Regions from separate parts of the Mus musculus genome. Here region 1 is linked to region 2. A link is a contact called in public HiChIP or PLAC-seq data. All regions are on one chromosome and are shown on one strand. The core of a region is the stretch at or near the end of the contact, and the rest is flanking DNA. Distances in the headings are between cores, read along the strand shown. Region 1 overlaps Arhgef17 (Rho guanine nucleotide exchange factor (GEF) 17). Region 2 holds the start of Coa4 (cytochrome c oxidase assembly factor 4).

Region 1 (3,711 bases), core at 1,098-3,597, 360 kb before region 2:
GACCGGTCTGTGCTGTGCCTGCTGCCTGGGATCCTAGCCCCTGGCCTGCCCTTTCAGGAGTAGTTGAGGTATAATTCATTTGTGACAGGCACAGGGGTGCATGCTGGTACTGCCAGTGCTCAGGAGGAGGCAGGAGAATCAGGGGCTTCTTGTGGGCTTGTTTTCAGTGCTGGTAACTGAACCTGGGGCCTTATAGTCCAGGCAAGAGCTCTTCCAGTGAAGAATATTCCCAGACCTGCTTTGTTTTGCTCCTAAGACGGGGCCTCTTGTAGCCCAGGCTGGCCTTGAACTTATATATAGCAAAGGATAACCTTGAACTGCTGAGCCTTCTGCCTCCACCTCCCAAGTATTGGGGTTATAGGCGTTCGCCATCTTGCCTAGACAGAAGTTATATGCACTTAAAAAAAAAAAGTTCTGGGGACTAGACCCATAACCTCACACAGGCTAGACAAACCCCCTGCCACTAAGCTCCATCCCTACCTGGGTCATGAGTTTGAGGCTAACCTGAGCTGCGTAGGAAGACTCAGGCTCAAACAGACAGCATCACAGGAAGAAAGAAAGCCCACCCGCCGTTTGCTCGGTGTGCAGACGGCCTCAAGTTCAATCTTCAGTACCGGTAGCAAAACTTAAAGGTGCTAGGGACAAACTAAGTTGGTGCATTACCTGTGTGGCATACACAAGACCCTGGATCCAAGCGGGGGCATGCTACAAACCAGGCACGGTAGTGCATGCCTGTAGTCCCAGAACTGGGAAGGTGCTTACAGAGGAGTCAGTTCAGGGTCCTCCTCCACTACATGGCCCTTAGGCTACATGAGACCTTGGGTGGGGGGGGTCCCTGGTATGGGTGCCAGGGTCCAACACCCTCTTCCGGTCTCCATAGACACCAAGCAGGTATACATGCAGGCAACACACTCATACATGTAGATTAAAAATATGCAAGTATTTTTTTTTAAGTTCCTTAGAATGGGGTGTGGAGTCTGGGCTAATGAAGCAGGGCTGGATAGAGGGATGCAGGGACCTCCACACTGAAAAGATGCTCAGAAATGTACCCATGCTGACTGGCCAAGGGGAAAAGCAAAGCTATTGAGACCAACCGTCTGTTACGTGTGTTCAGTGCCTTGGCTTACCAAGAACCCTTACCTCAGGGAGCCAGCAGTCTCCTGGGTGAAGGTGGGCATCAATCCATTATTACAGACTATCTGTGGTTAAGATAAGAAAACTGAAGATCTTGGAGAACACAGAACAGGCACATAACACCTACCTCGAAGACCGGAGGGCTTCCTAGAAGAGGTGACATTGTGTAGAGCAGTTGAGTGAAGACATTGGTTGCTAAGGAGAGGGAACGGGCTTAGGTCAAGGCCCCCAGGCAAGGGAGAGGTGACTTTTCTAGACACAGAGAGTTGGCTAGGGTGAAACAAAGAAGTGTGTAGGAGTGGGAACAAGGGTGAGCCTAGCTTGTGTGATCGAGGTTCATTAACTGCTCAGGAAATCCAGAGAGAACGGGTTGGAGAGAGGGAGTCAGATGCAAGCTTGGTGAGTGTGGGAACCCACAATGTTGAAGGAGGTGGAGCTAGTGAGGAGTAAGACACAGTATGGACCCCCTTCCTGGTGCCCAGTGGGATTTGGTGTCAAAGTTGTTTCTCACCACACCCCAGTCCTACTTAAATGGACCCTGGAGTAGATTCTAGCCTCGTCCTGGCATTTGTGGAAGGAGCCAGAAGATGGAGGATCACATTTAAACAAAAGCCAGGAAGTTGGTGGAGGGCAGATTTGGGGGTGGGGGTGGGGCTTTCCCAGTGAGGGTCTTGGGGAGAGGCACTGGAAGGGAACAGGACTGGAGCCAGGTAGAGAACACCTGGGGGAGATGGTGGTAGGGATAGGGGTGACTTAATGTGGGTGATTTGTGTGACAGCCTCTCTCTATCACACTCAAATCCCTCTCTCACTGGCTGGGGCCAGTGAGGTTTTCAGCCATCCCGTATTTGATACCTACATGGAACGGTGCCTGCGTCTGCCACACTGCAGTTGTTGATCAAGAAAGTCGCATTATTGTGAAAGATGGTGGGTCAGGCTCCTGGGTGTCAGGAATTGGGGATCTGTATGTGAGAGTGCACTTGACCCTACCCTACCCCCCCCCCCCCGGGCCTGTTCTATGCCAGCTCTATTCATCCATGGCTCCTGGGTGTAGATCTGTGTGTGCGCACTAGATACACTGTGGACGCGTCTTTATCCGCGAGTGTGTGTGACTTGTGTCCTGAGGCGGGGGTGCGAGGTCCCGAGGCACTGAGCCTGTTGCGGGAGAAGGGGCGGCGCGCAGAGGGCGGGACTCTCCCCCTGCGACGCCGCGCGCACTCCCTGCGCGGAGGAGGCCGCAGCGCCACCGCGGGCTGCGCCCTCACTGACGCTGCTACTCAAGCCGCCACCACCACCGCGGCGGGGCTAAGGCCCCCGAGGAGCGCGGGTGGGAGGGGGCCCTCCGACTCTGCGCAGTACCCGCCCCGGCGGCAGCCCGGCCGCATGCTTCAGATGGTGAAGACCCTGGCCCAGTTCACCATCGCGCTGGAAGACATGCGCGATCTGGGCTCGGCCGCCGCCTCCGGGGAGTCCGCCGGGGGCGGGGACGGGGGCTCTGACACCGCGGAGGAGCCGGGGGAGGCCCAGGTACTGGGAGGGGGAGGGGCAGCCGGGAACTTGGGTCTTGGCCTAGGATGCTGCAGACCCAGGAGATGGGGTAGCGTAGGCCGATGCTGGAGAACAGGGCCTGGAACTTAGCTCAGAAACCAGGACCTGCCTGCCTGTCAGTGCCCGGGTTGAGGAGAGCTGACCTCAGATGTAGGCAGAGAGATTGATGAGCCTCCTCCCCATGGCCAACCGGCACAGCCAACTCTGGCTGCACTAGTTGGGTTGGCAGGGTCAAGGCCCAAGACAGTACTCTCTTGTCAAATGGGTCAGGTGAAAGCAGATTTGTTCCTGGGACACCTTGGGTCCCCAGGAAAGCCAGATTTACAACCTCCCTCAGGGTTGAAGGGCCCCAACTGCACCACCACTTTGCCACTGGGACCCTGGGGCCTGTCCCCATCTCTGCCTCCAGTGGCCTTTCTGGAAACTGGAGGAGGCTGGGACCAGGGATGCTGCCTTGTTTTTGTGTTTGTCTGGGCCCTGACTCTGTTCCGTGCTATGGGCACAATGGGGACTAGGCCTAATCCGGGTACTGTACTGTGTTTTGCATACGTGTCTCCAATGCTCCAGGAGTCTGGGCAAAAGGGCCTACCTCGCAGCTGGATAACTAGGCTTCATTTTTGTCTTGATGTGGGGCATCTGGCCTTCATAGCCTCTCTATGAATCTTTCTTCACGCTGTCTTTGGGTTTAATGACAGGAGAGTCCCCCTTACCAAGTTCCTGCCGTGTCCACCTTCCCACGGGCCCCCTTGGTCCCCATGCCAGGGTCCTGTCTGTGGCTACTGAAGGGTTAGGGGATCCCGAGGGAAGCAGGCTGAAGGGCTGGCCAGCCTGGAACAGGTGGGCCTGCCGATCTGGTTGACAGCTGCTTTGTCCCTCCATCTCCTGCTTCCCCTGTCCCCCGCCCCCCTGCACTGCTCCCGTGTCCGGACACGTGCAGAGGGTGCTCCACGCAGTGACAAGGAGCTGGCCTTGTTTTCTGTGCGTTACCTGACAGCTGAATGACAGCCCACTGTGCTTTGCAGTGGGGAGG
Region 2 (3,924 bases), core at 771-3,270:
CGAGTCCAGTTATGGCCTTGTGGGACTGAGGTTGACATCTTGAGGAACCTAGAATATCAACAGACAAGGTTAAAGTACCGGTATGATTATACATTTCTTCCTGTTCATAAACAGTGACGTCTAAACTGCACTGCATGGCCTTACTTATATGCCTGTCTCCCTTAGGAGACGAAGCTCTTTATTGTCAGATGCTAGGCCTGATTTAGCATAGGGCCGCCAGCACATGACCTGACAGAGAAAGGGCCTGCAAAATGGTTTGATGAGTTGAGATAAAAGTATCTAAGCTCAATGGAGTCTGCTAGTGGAATGCAAGTTAAACAAAACATGCCATCTTTTTTGGAGATGTCATTTCTGATCTACCTCAAAACAAAACAAGCAAACAAAAAAACCCAAGCAAAGAAACAGCCTTTCTTCTTCTCTTCAGAAGAGTAAGGTTGAACACTTGGAAGACAGCCCAAGTACATGCAGGTTTGACTGGTGGGGGGAACTGAGGAGCTCAGTGTAGCTGTAGCATAAATCACGTGGAGGCTGAGGCAAAAGATGGGTCTGTGTGGTATGAGGCTGTTTAGTCAGCAATATCCAAATGTGAGCTTATTTGCCCAGACTGCTTCCCAAAGATCATCTGTTTCAGAACCCTACAGAATGCAGCAAGAGAGAACCCTACAGAATGCAGCAAGAGAGAACTCAGGAAAGGCTTCAATAGAGATAACTTCAACCTTTGCAAAAAGTTTGTTACGACGGGGTATAAAGGCGCTAAATGCCTCTTTTCTGTCTTATTCATTAATAGGTGGTTACTGTGTTGTGTGTTGGCTACTATATTAAGAGTATACAAGGGCTGGTGAGATGGCTCAGTGGGTAAGAGCACCCGACTGCTCTTCCGAAGATCGGAAGTTCAAATCCCAGCAACCACATGGTGGCTCACAACCACCCGTAATGAGATCCGATGCCCTCTTCTGGTACGTCTGAAGACAGCTACAGTGTACTTTACATATAATAAATAAATAAATCTTTAAAAAAAAAAAAAAGAGTATACAAACAAGACCAAGCTAGAGACAATTCCTGCCCTCATGGAGTTTACAATCTAGGCAAGTAAACTGGAAGTTTACAACAGTATGTACAGACAGCTGGGAAAACGAGGCAGGTCTAATCTGTCAAGACTTTCTAGAGAACCTGACTTCCAGGATGAAACTCAAGGATGAATGAGTTAGCCAAACATGGGAAAACTATTTCTGGCTAGAGGTAGACACATGAGAGGAATCACAAGTTCGATGACTGGGCTGAAAATGTAGTTTGGTAGTAGTACAAATGTCCAACGTGGAAAAGTAAATTGAATTTGATTCTCAGCCTCGTAAAACACTTCAGTAACTGGAGAAACCAGAAGAGCAGGAAATGAAAATTGGCAGAAATAAGTAAATGATTGATCAGCAAAGCTTTGCAGCCCATGTTAGGAGTTTAAGACTATTATCATGAGGAAAAGGGGTAGGTCACAAGACGATTTAAGCACTTCTCTATATAAACCTCACCGCTACGGAGGCACAATAAAAGGGTAAATGTCTTTGCCTGGAGACCTGTATTATTAGGTAGGGCCGTCAACAAATCATACACACACACACACACACACACACACACACACAAAATAAAATCGCTTTAAGATTCACTAGGTAGACTTTGTAAATAGCACTGCAGTATATGTCCAATACATGTTGTCCTCGGTACTCCTTGAATAAAATGAGTTCAACCCATGCTTAGAAATAAGGGCAGGCTAGATGCCTGACAGCTTGGCAAGGCCTTCTAGTAAGGCATGACAAGGAAGAGGAAGGAGAGAAATACAGGCATCCAAGTCCCCTGAAGCACCTCTCCCAGTTTCAGGAGCACTCCCGCCGTCCCCACTGTGCATCCGGTGTAGGGATGCGTGCGCAGTGCTCACCCGCAGGTGCAGAAGAGCGTGCGAGCGCGTTCCGCCCCAGACGCGGGGATTCGTAGGCAATAAGGACGCCCCCTGTTCTCTCCGCAGGAAGCCGACCCAGCGGGAGCACACACGCGGAAGAACAGAGCCCTCTGCAATTCCCATTGGTGAACTCTCCGTGTAGAGCCCGCCTTCAGCCCGCCTCTTCCGGGAAAGGGCGGAAGGAGCGGACCAATGGAGACCGGATCCTAGGGAAGGCACCTTGGATCGTTCTGAGAGACTGTGTACACACCCTCAGGTGACTCCAGGCCACCTGAGAGTGACGGAGGAGGCGGGTAGCCATTATGCCTTTTCATCAGCAAGAGCTCTGACTGGACCCATGTCTGAAGTGTTACCGCATGGGTTGCCAAGTAAGCTGAAGGGCACAGGATCCAGAAAAGGAATTTCAAATGGGACATTTTTCATTCCCAAGTAAAACAAAGAAACATGTATGCACAGTGTGTCCCATGCCATAACTAGGATCTAGAATGCCCTAATTGCTGAAGTGAAAGGAAGAGGCATTTTCTATTTACATTTGTGTATTTATGTGTGGCGTTGAGGTACACGTGTGGAGAGCAGAGAACAGCAAGAATTGATTCTGTCCTAACATGTGGGTCCTGGTCTTGAACTCAGGTTGTATGGTGGCTGGCAACTTTACTCAGGAACCATCTTGCAGGGGCCAAGGGATTGATCTTTCCTCACTCTGCCTGCCTTCTCTTCCCCACTTTCATTGACAGTGCACACAAGCTCCCTGGAGACCCTTTTCTTAACTTTCCATCTCTCTAGGCTTCAGGGTGGAAAGTGAGTTATTGCACCTAGCCATATCCAGACAACTCTAATCCTCTTTTACCTCTGAATGGCATTCTGTGTCATTCCTGACCATTGAATTCTCTCTCTCTCTCTCTCTCTCTCTCTCTCTCTCACACACACACACACAATCAACCTTCCTAAATTCTGTGAGAAAAGCTCATTTTATTGATTATCTGTCATTTCACATACCATTATTATGTTTTGTATCTATTTTTGGTTTTGTTTTGGGTATTTTATTTGTATTTGGGGGGATAGGGTCTCACTATGTAGCAGTAGCTACTGTGTGTAGTAGCTAGCCTTGAATATGTAGTTCAGGCTGGCCTCAAGCTTGTGGCTTTCCTGCCTTAGCTCTCCGAGTGTTGCAATGACAAGTGTGTGCCACCGGGACCAACCTTGAAGCTTAGTTCTTTACTATGATAAGTGAAGATCATCACACATATTTATGATAAATACATATAGATCATCAAGCATATATGTACTTATATATGTATTTACCATATATGTGTATTTATCATATATCTATGTCTGGTGATTTTCACCTGTCATCAGAGAAGATAAAATTCTACTTTATAACCAGTAAACAAGATAAAATTACTTTAGCAACTTTCTCTACATATAATGAACTTCACCTCTAAAACTTTTTTTTGAAACAGGATTTCTCTGTGTAGCCCTGGCTATCCTGGAACTTGATCTATAGACTAGGCTGAACTCAGTCTCCAAGATCTTCCTTCCACTGTCTACCAAGTGCTGGGATTAAAGGCATGTGCCACCACAGCCTGGCTTTGTGGTTTGATTTATAGTCAGTCTTTCATTGTATTTCCTCCAAAGTCAGTTTGCTTTCCTCAGTTTCAACTGACTTCCAATATAGGTATGTGGGGTGTGTGTGTGTGTGTGTGTGTGGTGGTGGTGGTGGTGGTGTTCCTATGGGTCAATTACATAAGTGTATCATCTGTACAGATGCCTAAATTGGGTCTTCAAAGAGATAAATATGAAAGTTATTTATTTATTATTTTTGAGACAAGGTCTCACTATGTTGCCCTGTCAGGCCTGAAATGTTCTAGATCAAGCTAGCCTTGAATTCACAAACATCCACCTGCCTTTACTGCCAAAGTGCTGGGATCAAAACTGCCCTAACTTACCCGCAAGTTTTTATTTTTGAGACATTCTTT

What was found. HiChIP or PLAC-seq counts read pairs in DNA pulled down with a chosen protein or histone mark.
Region 1: an H3K27ac HiChIP or PLAC-seq map of SST interneurons shows a contact between it and region 2, with 3 times the contacts expected there. The contact joins the enhancer-like site here to the promoter of Coa4 in region 2. A contact is called at or near these places in 8 of 39 promoter capture datasets (the C10 cell line, the HPC-7 cell line, HPC-7-derived erythroid cells and 4 more), 2 of 15 datasets of contacts at CTCF or cohesin (large pre-B cells and pro-B cells), 12 of 484 Hi-C or Micro-C datasets (B cells, the Ba/F3 cell line, CD8 T cells and 6 more), 14 of 115 datasets of contacts at active chromatin or transcription factors (the 230-238 cell line, SST interneurons, differentiating embryonic stem cells and 10 more) and 1 of 9 other capture datasets (pancreatic islet).

Annotation. Positions count from the first base shown.
Region 1 is chr7:100,893,392-100,897,102 of GRCm38.p6, reverse strand. The region is part of intron 1 of Arhgef17 (Rho guanine nucleotide exchange factor (GEF) 17); the gene reads left to right. Among named protein-coding and RNA genes, the nearest start is that of Mir3102, 13 kb to the right of the region's middle. Within about 2 kb of position 2,347, at least 124 of the 459 cell types and tissues checked have an H3K27ac peak or open chromatin away from gene starts, as enhancers often do. A contact at or near this core is called in CD8 T cells, SST interneurons, differentiating embryonic stem cells and 6 more, where this site is marked.
Region 2 is chr7:100,535,196-100,539,119 of GRCm38.p6, reverse strand. Coa4 (cytochrome c oxidase assembly factor 4) reads right to left here and starts at 2,020. Exons shown (of 2, transcript NM_183270.2): 1 at 1,928-2,020; 2 at 1-48. The coding sequence starts at 38. It overlaps Gm39058 (a long non-coding RNA gene), which reads left to right and starts at 2,001. Exons shown (of 2, transcript XR_869836.2): 1 at 2,001-2,316; 2 at 3,409-3,529.